Linked DNA regions of Zea mays: region 1 is linked to region 2. A link is a contact called in public Hi-C data. All regions are on one chromosome and are shown on one strand. Each heading gives the region's core, a stretch centred on a gene start, on an enhancer-like site or on the middle of the called end of the contact. The rest is flanking DNA. Distances are from core to core; before and after follow the strand shown.

The links. Hi-C and Micro-C count contacts between places; a contact is called where the count stands out from the background.
Region 1: a Hi-C map of leaf shows a contact between it and region 2, with 4 times the contacts expected there. The contact joins the promoter of LOC100282817 here to the enhancer-like site in region 2. A contact is called at or near these places in 6 of 25 Hi-C or Micro-C datasets (endosperm, leaf and tassel).

The regions. Positions count from the first base shown.
Region 1 is chr2:140,540,429-140,547,800 of Zm-B73-REFERENCE-NAM-5.0, forward strand. It overlaps LOC100282817 (vacuolar ATP synthase 16 kDa proteolipid subunit), which reads left to right and starts at 3,795. Exons shown (of 3, transcript NM_001369229.1): 1 at 3,795-4,025; 2 at 4,336-4,621; 3 at 5,822-6,265. The coding sequence starts at 3,947. The coding sequence ends at 5,954.
Region 2 is chr2:140,446,421-140,453,138 of Zm-B73-REFERENCE-NAM-5.0, forward strand. No RefSeq gene overlaps it. Among protein-coding and RNA genes, the nearest start is that of LOC100502476, 42 kb to the right of the region's middle. Within about 2 kb of position 1,536, at least 16 of the 20 cell types and tissues checked have an H3K27ac peak or open chromatin away from gene starts, as enhancers often do. A contact at or near this core is called in endosperm, leaf and tassel, where this site is marked.

The DNA.
Region 1 (7,372 bases), core at 2,545-5,044, 96 kb after region 2:
GCACGTTTAATTTGAGTAAAGAAGTGAATTTATAAATCCATTTAAACCTCATATAGGTTTCTTCCAGTCTTCAAACTAAAACTTTGATGTTTTGTTAAGAAATGATTAATCAAAATGAGTTTACCTTTGATTTTTAAAAGGTTTCAAAATAACATTAAAGAAAACATATTCCAAAAATGTGATTTATAAGCTTGAAAATATCTTGGTTTTAAACTAGCTTTAAAATAAGTCTAGAAATAGTTGTTTGTTTTCTAAATCCCAATATTTGAATGTATTGAGTTTGGATAATTTAATTTCTTTTGAATTCAAAATTTGTTGTAGCTTCAAAATAAAATAAGATAAAATGATTTTATTTTTGAAAACTCTCTCTCTCTCTCTATGTGTGTGTGTGTGTGTTTTTTTGTCACATTTAGCCCACACGCCAGCTCCTCCCTCCTTCCGCCACTCAGCACAAGTGACCAAAGGTCCCAACAACTTGTCCATACACCTCAGCTTGAATGGTCTGCTCCCCTCGGGTTGTTTCTCATCATGTGGTCTCTTCCTTAGTTGTCACCCTCGCTAACTTTTGCCAACTTAATAGTAGGCACATCAACAATCCCATGAGGAGGCGTGCACCTTGTACACACTCTTCTCTTACTCCATCTGTCATGTACGTCCCATGACCTCTCTCATTGACACCACAGTCCTACTTTTCGGCCTCTACACCATTACTATCTTTGGATGGAAAGAACATTATCGCCTTCCCTCCTCTTTATGTTCAAATCTTAGATTTGATCTCTCCTTTCTTTTCAAGGAGAAGAACTAGACATATAGAAGTTGACTAGTCATTCAATGTTGTCTCTGAGGAACCATAGAATAGTCATCACCTCACACCTTAGTTGTCACAACAAATTTGAAACACTAGCACCACCATTGATGTGGATCTGCCACCTCGTTGTTTCGCCATCGATGGGAACCCAATGCTGAGATTTAGGTCGAGGTAAAAAGTCATGGGTATCTCCCTCATTTTTCCCTTGCCATCTATTGTGCACTAGACCTCACCGAAGGATAACCTACAGGATCGATCCACTTAGCTAAGTGCCACAATGTTCTTGTTTGCTTGTCGTTGTCACCTACATCAAAGTTGAGTTCTCCATGCTACCCGCTTTACAACTAATTAAATCAATTCTCCATAGACAAACTAACTAGTGGTCTGCTCGCCTAATAATCATCACATTCATAGAACTCCATGGTGTACTATTGATCTTCATATCCTCCTCCTGAGCAGTGGTTGTATTGGATGCAACATAGTTGCTGTAGAAAAATATCAAATGTGAGCACTTAACATACTCAACAAGTGACAGTAAAGCAATGCATATGAAGACATTATAGTGGACCAACTAGGCATGTGAATAAATAATTACATTCATGCTAATAGGTGGGGAGAGGATGACAACTCATCTAAACAAATTCTGTCGCATTAGTATTCTAGCGGATAGTCTAATAGAACATGAAATTTGAGAATTCTAGAATTGAGATAAAGATACTAATTGGGTTATAATACAACTCATAATGGTTGCAAGAACCACTTGAGGTTCATAGATCATTTTTCGAACAATAACTTTGAGATTTAACTTTGGTCAAAGATTGGGTTGACTATAGTTGACTTATTTTGACTATGACAATGTTATGAAGATTGTCCGCTAGCTGGGGTTCTTGTTGGTCGAGTATTGAGGTTATACTTTTTTGACAGGTTGATAATGTTGCCTATTGCATGAAGAAGATCAAAGATAAAGGTCATGTGCCATGTTGAACATAGACTTGTGATCCAAATGGCTCGAGGCAACTAGGAGTCTAGGTCATGGCCCAAGGCAGGCGTTATGGTTCCAATTTCTAAAGTTGTTTGAAAAGTTTAAGGATCATAACACTAATGAAACATTAAGTTAATTTGATAGCAATGGAAAAAGGAAAAATGCTAAACTGAATAGCTCCTACTTGTTAGTGTTATATATTCCCTTTATATCAAAATATAAAACATTTTTTCTTGATGTTTGTTCTAGGGTTTATGGGTGATATTTTCTAGGGGTGTTCGTGATCATCTAGAATTATTTGGGTGAGGTGTTGGGGTTGTGTTTCCTAGATTTTATTATTGCATATAGTGTTTTAAGCTAGTGACGAGAATTCGAGCAAAACATGAATAAATAGAGAAATTCCATGAAATTAAACTTTGGTAACTTTGGTGGATTGGTGACCCTGGCTCATGAAGCCCAAGTTTTTGCCTTGCTTCGTCTCACTTTCAAGTGAAAGAGATGGATTGAAATGAATATGGGATTTCCTTGCATGGAACACATGTTTCCATTTAGAGAGAAATTTGAGAAATCCATGAGATGGATGAGCGATTGAAGTGTAGGGCTTGCAGTTGAGACGGATCAGGTTGCTAGCACCTTCATTTTCACCACATGCATGATGAAATAAAGAGTTAGGGTTAGGATTTGCATGTGACAAAGAAAGAAGATGTTCTTGAGCTCACTCAAAAGATGTAGATGGGGGTGATGATCTGCATCTTATTCTTGAGATGGTGGTCCTTGATCTTGGCTTGGATCTCTCCTTATGTTCTTTTTATTTTTCGTCTCTTGCTTTTCCTCTCTAGTTCTTGTTTTCTTCACTTTCAAGAGAGAGGAAGGGAGATGCAAGTGATGAGATGAAGTGGAGAGATGGAGTATGGAGCTAAATAATTACATTTGTGTTGATAGGTGGAGACTAGGGTGGGGATAAGAGGACAATTCATCTAAACAAATTCCGATGTATTAGTATTCTCGCAGATAGTGTGGTGGAACTTGAAATTTGAGAATTCTAGAATTGAGATAAAGAGATTAAACTAGGGTTCTAATACAACTCATAATCGTTGTAGGAACCACTTTGGCCCATAGATCACTTTTCGAGCAACAACTTTGTGATTTGACTTAGGTCAAAGACTGAGTTGATTTAGTTTGGACGTGACAGTGTTGTGAAGGTTGTAAGCTAGCTTGGAGTCCTTATCGGTCGAGAGTTGAGGTTAGGGTTTTGCTGTAAGTTGACAATGTTATCTATTGCATGAAGAAGACCAAAGATAAAGGTCTTGTGCTAGCCTGAACATAGACTTGTGATCCAAATGGATAGAGGCGATTAACATAAGTCCATGTCAGGACCCAAGGCATGTGTTGGTTATGGTTATGAGTTTCTAAATTTTTGTGAAAAGTTTAAGGATCAGGACACTAACAAAAACATAAAGTTATGGGATTTGATAGTAACCGGGGAAAAAGGAAAAAATGCTAAACCAAATAGATTCTACTTGTTAGTGTTATATATTCCCTTCATTTCAAAACATAAATCACTTTAGATTTGTATATATATATATATATATATTTTATTTTTTTATTTAGACATATATTAGGTATATATATAAATAAAAAAATGTATGTAAAAACTAACTTGCCTTGTAATTTGGAACAGAGAGAGTAATTGAATTATCTAAAATTCGTTTATAGAAAAACAAATTATCAAACTTGGCTCTTAAAGTCGAGTGACAAGTGCATTGATAAATAGCCAAAATTTTGTACTAATTTTGAAAATAGAGGTTAGCCGTCACGAGTAATGCAAAAATCATTAGCCGTCGATTCTGATGATGGAAGGCCGATGGACACTATGGATTAGAAATCAGATCGTGGCGTGACCGGTGTGGACAGCCACGATCGCCGTCCTCTAGCACGGGAGCTCAGGGACAAAACTGTAAAATAGTCGGTCTCGCGTCTGGAGATTTTCAGATCAGAACCAAACTCGGCTCGAGAGAGATCGCATACGCCTGCCTGCCCACCCACCTCCCCTTTTCCTTCCTCTTCGCCCCAGCGACGCGGCCGCCCGGAGACCGAGCGAGGCAGGCAACCCACCACCGAGAGGCAGGGACAGGAACAGGAAGCCGGAGGCGAAGATGTCGTCGGTGTTCAGCGGCGATGAGACGGCCCCCTTCTTCGGCTTCCTCGGCGCCGCCGCCGCCCTCGTCTTCTCATGTTCGTTCCCCTTCGACCATCCTCCTTTTCCACTTGCTCGCTCATGCGATTCCGTACTCAAAGCTCTAGTTTTTTCCGGATAAAGTTTGGATTTTTCACCGTCCATTGCTCGATCTATCGTTGGGGCTCCATGGCTAGCCCTCGATCTGGCCGAGCTCCAGCCTCCGGTCAGCTCGATTCCGGGCGTGCTGATGCTGGATCTGCCCGATTTGGTCCGATCGGGTGTCAGTCTGTCGGATTCCAGAAAGCGGTGGGCTTTTTCGGTCGGGCAGTTGCTGACTAGGCTGTTATTTTGCTTGATCCGGCGCAGGCATGGGCGCCGCGTACGGGACCGCGAAGAGCGGCGTCGGCGTGGCGTCGATGGGTGTGATGCGGCCGGAGCTCGTCATGAAGTCCATCGTGCCCGTGGTCATGGCTGGTGTGCTCGGTATCTACGGGCTCATCATCGCCGTCATCATCAGCACGGGGATCAACCCCAAGGCCAAGCCCTACTACCTCTTTGATGGCTACGCCCACCTTTCGTCCGGGCTTGCCTGTGGTCTCGCTGGGCTTGCAGCTGGCATGGCCATCGGCATTGTCGGTGATGCTGGAGTCAGGTAAAAGGCTCTCTCTGTAGTGAGCATCATAGATTTACTATGTCCTTTTATTACTGTCTGCTATGCCATGCCATGCCCAGAATGTTAATATTGTGTTATTGACTGCTACAAGGTTAATACTCCTAGCATTAACAATGTGACTCCTTAATGTGCTATATTGAGTGCCCACCTTATCACCATAAGTTATAAGGGCATGTACAACCTTGAGACCATGGAACTGTTTTCTAAGTACAAGAGATAACTAAAAACTGCATGATACAAACTTGAGCCCCTGGATTGTAAATGCAGTCAAGAGACAATATATAAGTCCGTCTCTTGTATTTTTTTTTCAATTAACTCTCTAGAGACTCTTCAAGTGACCACCTAATTAATGGGGTTGTACATGCTCTAAGAATCTAAGTCCATGTACTAATCAAAGTTATTGACATTCAAATTCTCATTATTAGTCTAATTCTTGTCCTGTTGGTCTTGCACATAAATTTTCGTCTTGGGTCATCAAATATTTGAAAAACGAATTGTCTAAAATTATGCCCCCCCTATTGAATACAATTTATAAATATTCTTTCTGACTTGGAACTATTTCTTGTCATTTCAATGATAGCAATATTTTACTCTATGTCAATATGTCATGCTCCTTTTTTTTTTTGATACTGCACTTTCTGGAACATTTTCATTTAACTGGGAACATAGTGTTCATTAGAAGAACATGTAGGTAGGTTTTCTTTCCTCTCTATCTTTAAGCACCCCATGTGTGTAAACAATAGTTGTATGGTGGGAGCACTGACTTAACTTTTAGTTTTGACTGTCATATTGTATTTCATTTTCACTGAAGTATGACCAACCAAAGTTCTACTGTTCCATGAACACAAACATGCTCTTGGATGAGTATATAAATTGATATATGGCTATTTATATGCTTAAAGGCTGTTAATGATCAACATAAGCTCTCTTTTTTTCAGTGGCTACAGATGGTGTTGATAATCCACTTTTTAATATTTCATACACAAGTCTGGAAATGCAATTATTACACATTTAGGTTCTCTGTTAGGTTAGAAATCAAGCACTTTCTGTCACTACTACTTGGTTGATAAGTTCCAATCAGTAGCTCACATGCAACTTTCTCCTGGCGTTTCTTCTTTTACAGAGGAGGCATGGGAATTGAAATTTTAGTTTGACTAATTTTTGGGCCACCGATTTCAGGGCAAATGCGCAACAGCCAAAGCTTTTCGTTGGCATGATCCTCATCCTCATTTTCGCAGAAGCGCTTGCTCTCTATGGTCTAATTGTTGGAATTATCCTTTCGTCTCGCGCTGGTCAATCCCGGGCGGATTAAGTGCACCACCATTCTGTGATTACCGCACCGTTTATTATGCTATTCTGAGAGGATTGGAACTCTATTCCCTTGTCTAGTTTATTCTTGTTACCATGTATTAATGTAACAATCTGTAGCTGATGGAAGGTGACTTCCAGTCATGTTTTGGTTTTGGTGGTGTCGAGCAGAGGTTATTTATTTTTGGGTTAAGGTCGGAGTCGGACGGATGCTCTTGGGCTAAGTGGATTTAATTTTATCCTTGCTGAATAAAGAACACGGAATTGTAGCCAAATAAGAACGTGATATATAAATATTTCTTTCCCACTTTGCTGGATGCCTGGATTTTCATCACCATCTATACTTGAGCATAGCTGAGTGTTGTTTCAGATGTTTTTTAGCCAAGAGGCGTAGACTGTGACAACGACGATATTTTGTCTGAACTGAAGCACGCCTAGCAAAGAGAGGGATAAAAGGTTACAGACATAGCAAATGATTTGTTGAGTTAAATATTAACTAAATGTAAATAGCATAGGTAAAATGTACTGGGACAATTAATTTGATGCAAAAAAAATGTAAAACAACATATTAGTTTTAATTCAATGTGGATTGAAATGTATTGAGATAGATTTTGACTTGCTATGGATTTAAACGTACTCAATACCACCCAATACATATGGATTAAATGTGATACCATTGAATGAAACCGGTTTTCACGTGACAATACAAATGACGTAAATCTGCATATCCATAGTCCCTACCATTACCACTGTCCATTCATCAAGAAGGCTGACGTCACTGTGTTTCTTGAATATGCTACCTATATGCTTTTGCAAATCTTGTATTGCGAAGAAACTCGAGGAGGAATTTACGGGATCTGAATTTCAGATGTTTAGATGCTCGACAACATCTATATTTGCCGGTATCTGCAGATGGGATGGGCTGACAGTACCAGCAAAAATAGCAGCACGCTCATCCTTGAGGTGCCCAATCTGCAGTAGACCAGAAGCGAAGTTGCGGAGTCTTTTTGAACGCATCAACATATCATTTCCACTCACAATTTCCTAAATGGAGCTTCTCGAAAGGGTCACCACTGTTCCTCTCGGCTCTCGCAATGAGCTTCCTGGTGCGAAACAGGGGCATACAAACCTGCAATAAGAATTTAATTGGGTTAAGCTTTCCACAAATTCTAGTAGTTCTGAACGTTAATAGTTAGCAAAACAAGGTGACATACTACAACTACGCATGCTGAGTTGCTGACTACGCGCACAGGGCGGAGGGCCCGTTATGGCCAAGTATGGCCCGCGCCATATTTCAATTCGGCCCAGTAAGAGAGCAAAACCTAGGTATTCATTCTAGCCCGCGCCATACCTCCGTGGCCGCACAACAGGCATAGCACAGCCGCCGCAGGGGCACTGCGTACAAGACGGCGGCCGCTTGCC
Region 2 (6,718 bases), core at 286-2,785:
ACTCTGAAGTTACATGGCAGTGCTGATCACCCAACTTTGGATCCACTCCGTGCTTGCTCCATTGAGCAAATGACTTAGATCATTATAACAAAGATGAAGCTCTTATATTGGGGAAAAAATCTCTAATAGAGGGTTGGACATAGTGCTGTGCAGAATAGGAAGTAATATGTGTTTAAAGTTTATCGGTCAGACCAACCGAAGAAAGAGGGGATTCTGATTGAAGCAATAACTGAACAAGATTGAGTTCAATGCACCCGCCACCGACGTCCCTCCGCCATGATTCGAGTTCGCGTCACGATCGGTGCTGTTGAGAGGTGGATCGACAAAGTGGTAAAAGGTCTCAAGGTGCTGTTTGGTTCAAAAAATGTAACGCAAATGGTAATGGTAATGGTTTCGGCTCGATTACTGGCGGTAACAAATTTGAATAGGCTGGTATCAAATTTTAGTGTGGTATCTGATTACGGTTGGACTAAAACAAACATGATTTAACGTTATCCGTTACCCATTACGTTACAAATATGTGAACCAAACGGCACCCAAGTTCGGACTCAATGACCGAGTCACCGTTCTAGACATCGACACCACGTGCCTTCACCATACTCCATTTACCACTGACGTGGCAATCGCCGAATACTCCGACCATCCACGCAGCTAGTTGGGTGCGTAAATTGTTTTAGCTGATGTAAACTTGCTCGCGGTGAATTCGCCATGTTATCGGTCATAGGACACCGCGAGAGCAAACGTGGAGCTCAATGGGCTATCGCCACCGCAGTTCTCTCTCGGCCAAATTGGCCACCATCACGGTAGCGCCCTTTAAATTGAGCTTGCCCTCAGTCCCGCCTCTCCGTTACGCACCCAGGCCACACTTTATTTTCTTCGTTTGACCGTTGGTAGCCAAGAACACCAGGTTCTTCCCGTCGGTGGTCACCAGCGTCGCTGAGTGGTGCATCGTCGTGGCCAACACTTTCTAAGGTTCGTCATGTTTGGTTGGCTCATGTTTCTTGGTCTTTATATCATGGTGATGCTCACACGCCTTTTGATTTAAACACTACCGCCACTGGTTGACTGGAACGCTGCCGTGTCAGTAGTGATTGCCGCCACAGACCATTCTCACGTTGTTGGACCGAACCATGTCTTTCCCAGGCTAACCCGTGTGAGCACTGGTATGCTTGAAGGGTCGCTGGTACTCGTTGTGACCTCGGATTGAACTCTACCAGGCTTGACGCCTCGGTCCACCTCACTGGAGCTCGGTTGTCTGTCATCGCCGTGGCTAGAAAGGCTATAGGTTGTTTGAGATCGATTAGCATAGGGGAAATAGTAAGTAAGCTTCGGGGATCACGCTGGTAAGCTCGACATCACCGGAGATGGTCGCTGCCGATGGGTCTAGACAGCGGATGGCCGATGTTTGTCGGGATTAAGTTAGGGACCAGAGTTTGTAAATGAAAGAAAATCGAAGGGCCTTTATGCAACTATCAGTGAGAAGGGGAAATAGTGCCTTGACCTCTTAACCAGTTAACCAAATCAGCAGGGGTCTCTATGCAAAGCACACAGCACGGGCGTGGGCGGCCGGTGCGGGGCTGGTTTTCCTGTGCTCGTGGGCCGAGCCTATGTCTTTTGGCCTAGAAACTATTGAGAACTTTTTCTTTTTCTTTTAACTCGCAATTTGTAGAATGCACCAAAAAAATATAGAAAAATGATAAAATTTTGAAAACAATTTTGTAGAGTCCACAGAATTGTATAGTTCTATAAAAATTTATTCTTAGAATTTTTGCATCAACAAGTTAATTTTTAGTCATTTAAAAGTACCCTCCGGTGGTTTAAATAAATTTTGGAAATAAATCTATGGATCTATAAATCATAAAAAATTTGTGGAAACATCATCTATCCTTAGAATAACCTGTGGTAAAAATCCTAAACCAATTAGAATCGATTTACCCAGAGAACCAGAAACTAGCTAAGCTTAAGTATTTAAAACCGTAAACTTTAATATTAATCTAGGATTAGATCAAACTTGAGTAATGCAAAATGATAACCAGCAAGTTAACCAACTTCAACTTATATAATTCTCTATTTTTATAGAGCAAGCTTAGTTTGATCCCTTGGGCAAACACTTTATAGCCTAGAATTATGAGTATAATTATCTTATGGTTAGTTAACAGTACTTAGACTTTCCACCTCTCCCTAGTGAGAGTTTGCATGACATATCATTACATGAGCATTCATATAATTCTAATTGACTTGTAGAACACCTAGAAGAAGAAATTGAAGTAGAAGTGGAGGAGGAAATAGTTCCTCAACTCGAAGCTTCTCCAACTCAAGTTGTTCCTGAAGGTTGCTCCGAAAGTGCTCCAGTGAGTTTTGCTGCCAATTGCAACATTATGGTAGAAGAGCCTCACTCTCCTCCTCATCAAGGCAAGCCCCGGTGCATTTACCAAATTCCTTGTGATTTTAAAATCTTTATCACTTATATGATGTGTTAGGTGATAGGAGTTGAATGATTAAAACTTTTGCTGCATAACTTCCTTGAACTATTGAATATCATCCTTGACACCGGTTTAAAAAAATAGATATGCTTAGTATGCTTATAGATTAGGAATAAAAATGTTTTGATGTATGAATCATGTTTATTACAAAAATAAAAAGGTCTTGGAGCGATGAAGGTATCAAAGGCCTTTATGACTTCATTCCAGCCGGGTACCGCTGATAGGTACATGTTTTCAGAAATAATTTAAACTGAGACCAGACGTTGAGCGGGATAGGTCGCCCTTCTATGTCGTTTAAGGACCGCAACGATTGTTAGCCTGCTGATCTAGGACCCTTTAACTAGCCACATGCCATGTCATGGGTAAGCTTAGCCTCGGCTAGACCAATACCAGAAAGGCTGGCCCGCAATGGGAGTGGAGAGATGGCGAGAGTATCGTGTATCCACCTGGCAAGAGGTTGGATGGTGGGGTACTAAGCTCTCGGTTGGCAGGGACCCGTTCTGGTCTTGAGAAACCCAGGTGCGAGTTGACATATGCAAGGGTTAAGTACTACATATGTCTTGTGGTTGGAGATCCCTAGCTGGGTATAAATCGATTCGGATCGCCTTACTTCTCGAATATGAAGACTGGATCTTCGACCCTCATCGTAGATAAGAAATGAAACAAGTTTAAATTATGTAAAAAAAGCTAGACTAGGACAAGTGATTGAACTAGACCAGGTCAATCTAGAGAAAGGTAATCACCTAACTTGGAAAATAAAAGTTGGCCTAAGGATCAAGTAATAGTATGTTCTTATGCAAAAATTGAGTCATTGAACATTGATGACCTATACCTTGACTCCCAAATCAACTAGCATATCCTTGAGAGTCTTTTCTTTAGTCGGGTCAGTCTTGCTGAGTAATTGCGTACTCGGGGTTTTATTCCCTATGTTGTTGCACGAGAGACTATTAACACCTTTGAGTTCTGTTAAGCTCACTCTGGAGGCCTTTTACTTATCTTTGTTGTATGTGTACTTGTGGGAAGATAACCTCTTCCCAAGTGATGTAATAAGTTAGCACTTTGATTATACCTCGGGCATGTAATAATGAACGCTATTTGGTTTGTAACCTTAAATGTTTGCTAATGTATATTATCTTATTATAAAGTCTTCCACCCAACTCATGTGTTTAAAGTTTATGTTCATGTCTGATTATTATAATATTCACAACTACGGGTGAATGATCCTGGAAATGAAAGAGTCCATCGAAACTCGGCACCCCGAGTAAGTTATCTGATTCACTTACATATCCATTCGAGGTCTTGAAGGCAAGGATTGGTGTACATGGGCTCGATAACTTGGTCGGGTTGTGACAACCACGCCTTCCGCGTCTTCCCGAAAATCCTTACCTTTCCCATCTAAGATTAGCTATCGAATTTCATTGATCTTCTCATCATCTTTCTGTCCATCTTTGATCTCTCGCTCTAGAGTGGGCTCCAACTCAATTGTTACTCCTTGGATGTTGTTCAGAAATCCAAGACTCGGCCTATTGAATTCCTTTGCTAGCTCATACGACATCGGGTGAGCGACCATCATGTTGACTTGACTCTTTCTGCTCAAAGCATCCGCAACCACATTAGCTTTACCTGGATGATAATGTATCTCCAGCTCATAATCTTTGATTAATTCCAGCCATCTTCACTGTCTCATGTTCAATTCAGACTAGGTGAATATATACTTAAGACTCTTGTGGTCTGTATAAATGTCACACTTCTGTCCATATAGATAATGCCTCCAGGTTTTCAGCGCGTGAACCACTACTGCCAATTCTAGATTATGTGTTGGATAATTTCTCTCATGGATCTTCAGCTGTCGGGACGAGTACGCCACTACTCTCCCTTCTTGCATTAGCACACATCCCAGACCAGTGTACGAAGCATCACAATACATTGAGAATGGCTTATGAACATCTGGCAGAATCAACACAGGTGTTGTAGTCAACTTCTTTTTCAACGTCTCAAAGGACTCTTGGCACGTTGGGGTCCACTTGAACTCAACTTTATTCGCTAGCAGGGCTGTCATTAGTCTGGAAATCTTGGAGAAACCTTCAATAAAACATCGATAGTAACCGGCTATTCCAATGAAACTCTTGATTCCCCAGACATCTCTTGGTGCTTTCCAGTCTAGATATCTGCTACCTTCTTCGGATCCATAGCTAATCCATCTCGGTTTATGATATGACCCAAGCACAAGACTTCGCTGATCCAGAACTCACAGTTACTCAGCTTGGCATACAACTAATGTTCCCATAACCGTTGCAATACCATCTTCAAATGTTCCTCGTGTTCTTCCTCATTCTGCGAATATATGAGAATATCGTCGATGAACACCACCACGAACTTATCGAGGTAATCCATGAACACATGTTCATCAAGTACATAAAGAAAGCTCGCTCATTCGTCAATCCGAATGACATGACAGTGTACTCATATAACACATACTTGGTGATAAATGTTGACTTCGGTATATCCGAAGGTCGGATTCTGAGCTGATGGTAACCTGGCCTCAGATCTATCTTTGAGAACACTCCGGCTCCTCTCAACTAATCAAACAGGTCCTCTATTCTTGGCAGAGGATACTTGTTCTTGATGGTGACTTCATTCAAGGATTTGTAGTCGATGTGCATTCTCTTGGTACCATCCTTATTCTCCACGAACAAAACTGGAGCGGCCCATTGCGAAGTACTTGGTTTGATGTAACCTTTCTCTAATAGTTCGTCGATCTGCTTCTTGAGTTCCACTAATTCGGATCCAGACACTCTATTGGCTCTCTTGGAAATAGGGGCAGTGTTGTTCAAGCTCTATGGCAAATTCAACTTTACGCTCGGGTGGCATGCCTAGTAAATCCTCAAGAAACACATCAGGGAACTCCGATACAACTCTGATAGCCTCAAGCAGGTTGGTCTCCTTACCATCTACGGACATATGGTGACATGCTCCTTCTTCTAGGTTAGGCATGAACAGTTCATTTACTACTTCTTTCCCAGATGGGGACACTAACTTTACTGTATCCTCTTGTCACAGCTGACAGTGGTTTGGTTTCTGTGCCACCAATTCATCCCTAGGATGACATCTAACCCTTGAGTACCCATTACTACTAGGTTAGCGGGAAAATCTATCCCCCTTATTTCAATCCTTAGACTAGAGCACATCTTATCGGACTGAACTTTTCCCCCAACTGAATTAACTCTTAAAGGTGGGATCATTGGTTCTATGGGGATGTTATGTGCTTCTACCCATGATGTAGAAACAAAAGAATACGTGGCACCAGTATCAAATAGTACTTTTGCTGGATGGGATTCAACTGGAAACGTACCTACTTCCACATCTGGTGCATCCTAGATTGCTTCAGCCTCCAAGTGGTTCACCTTTCCACAGTTGTAGGCCTGGCCACGGCCTCCTGGTGCTTGTTGTGGTGCTCCTTGTCTTGCCGAGGTGTTGGAAGCTGGCTGTTGCTGAGCTGCTTTGTTCGGGCAATGATTCGCCTAGTGGCCTCGTTCCCTACAATGGAAACTGAAAGTTGCCTAGAGGGGGGTGAATAGGGCGAAACTGAAATTTACAAAGTTAATCACAACTACAAGTCGGGTTAGCGTTAGAAATATAAAACGAGTCCGAGAGAGAGCGCAAAAACAAATCGCGAGTGAATGCGAAGTGTGACACGCGAATTTGTTTTACCGAGGTTCGGTTCTTGCAAAACCTACTCCCCGTTGAGGTGGTCACAAAGATCGGGTCTCTTTCAACCCTTTCCCTCTCTCAAACGGTCCCTCGGACCGAGTGAGCTTTTCTTCTCAATCACTTAGAACACAAAGTTCCCACAAGGATCACCACATGATTGGTGTCTCTTGCCTCAATTACAAGTGAGTTTGATCTCAAGAAAGAATGAGAAAGAAAGCAATCCAAGTGCAAGAGCTCAAAAGAACACAACAAATCTCTCTCACTTAGCACTAAAGTTTTTGTGGAATTGGGAGAGGATTTGATCACTTGGGTGTGTCTAGAATTGAATGCTAGAGCTCTTGTAAGTGGTTGGAAGTTGAGAAACTTGGATGACTTGAATGTGGGGTGGTTGGGGTATTTATAACCCCAACCACCAAACTAGCCGTTTGGCGGAGGCTGCTGTCGCATGGCGCACCGGACAGTCCGGTGCGCCACTGGACACTGTCCGGTGCACTAGCCACGTTCCTAGGTCGTTGGGTTCCGAC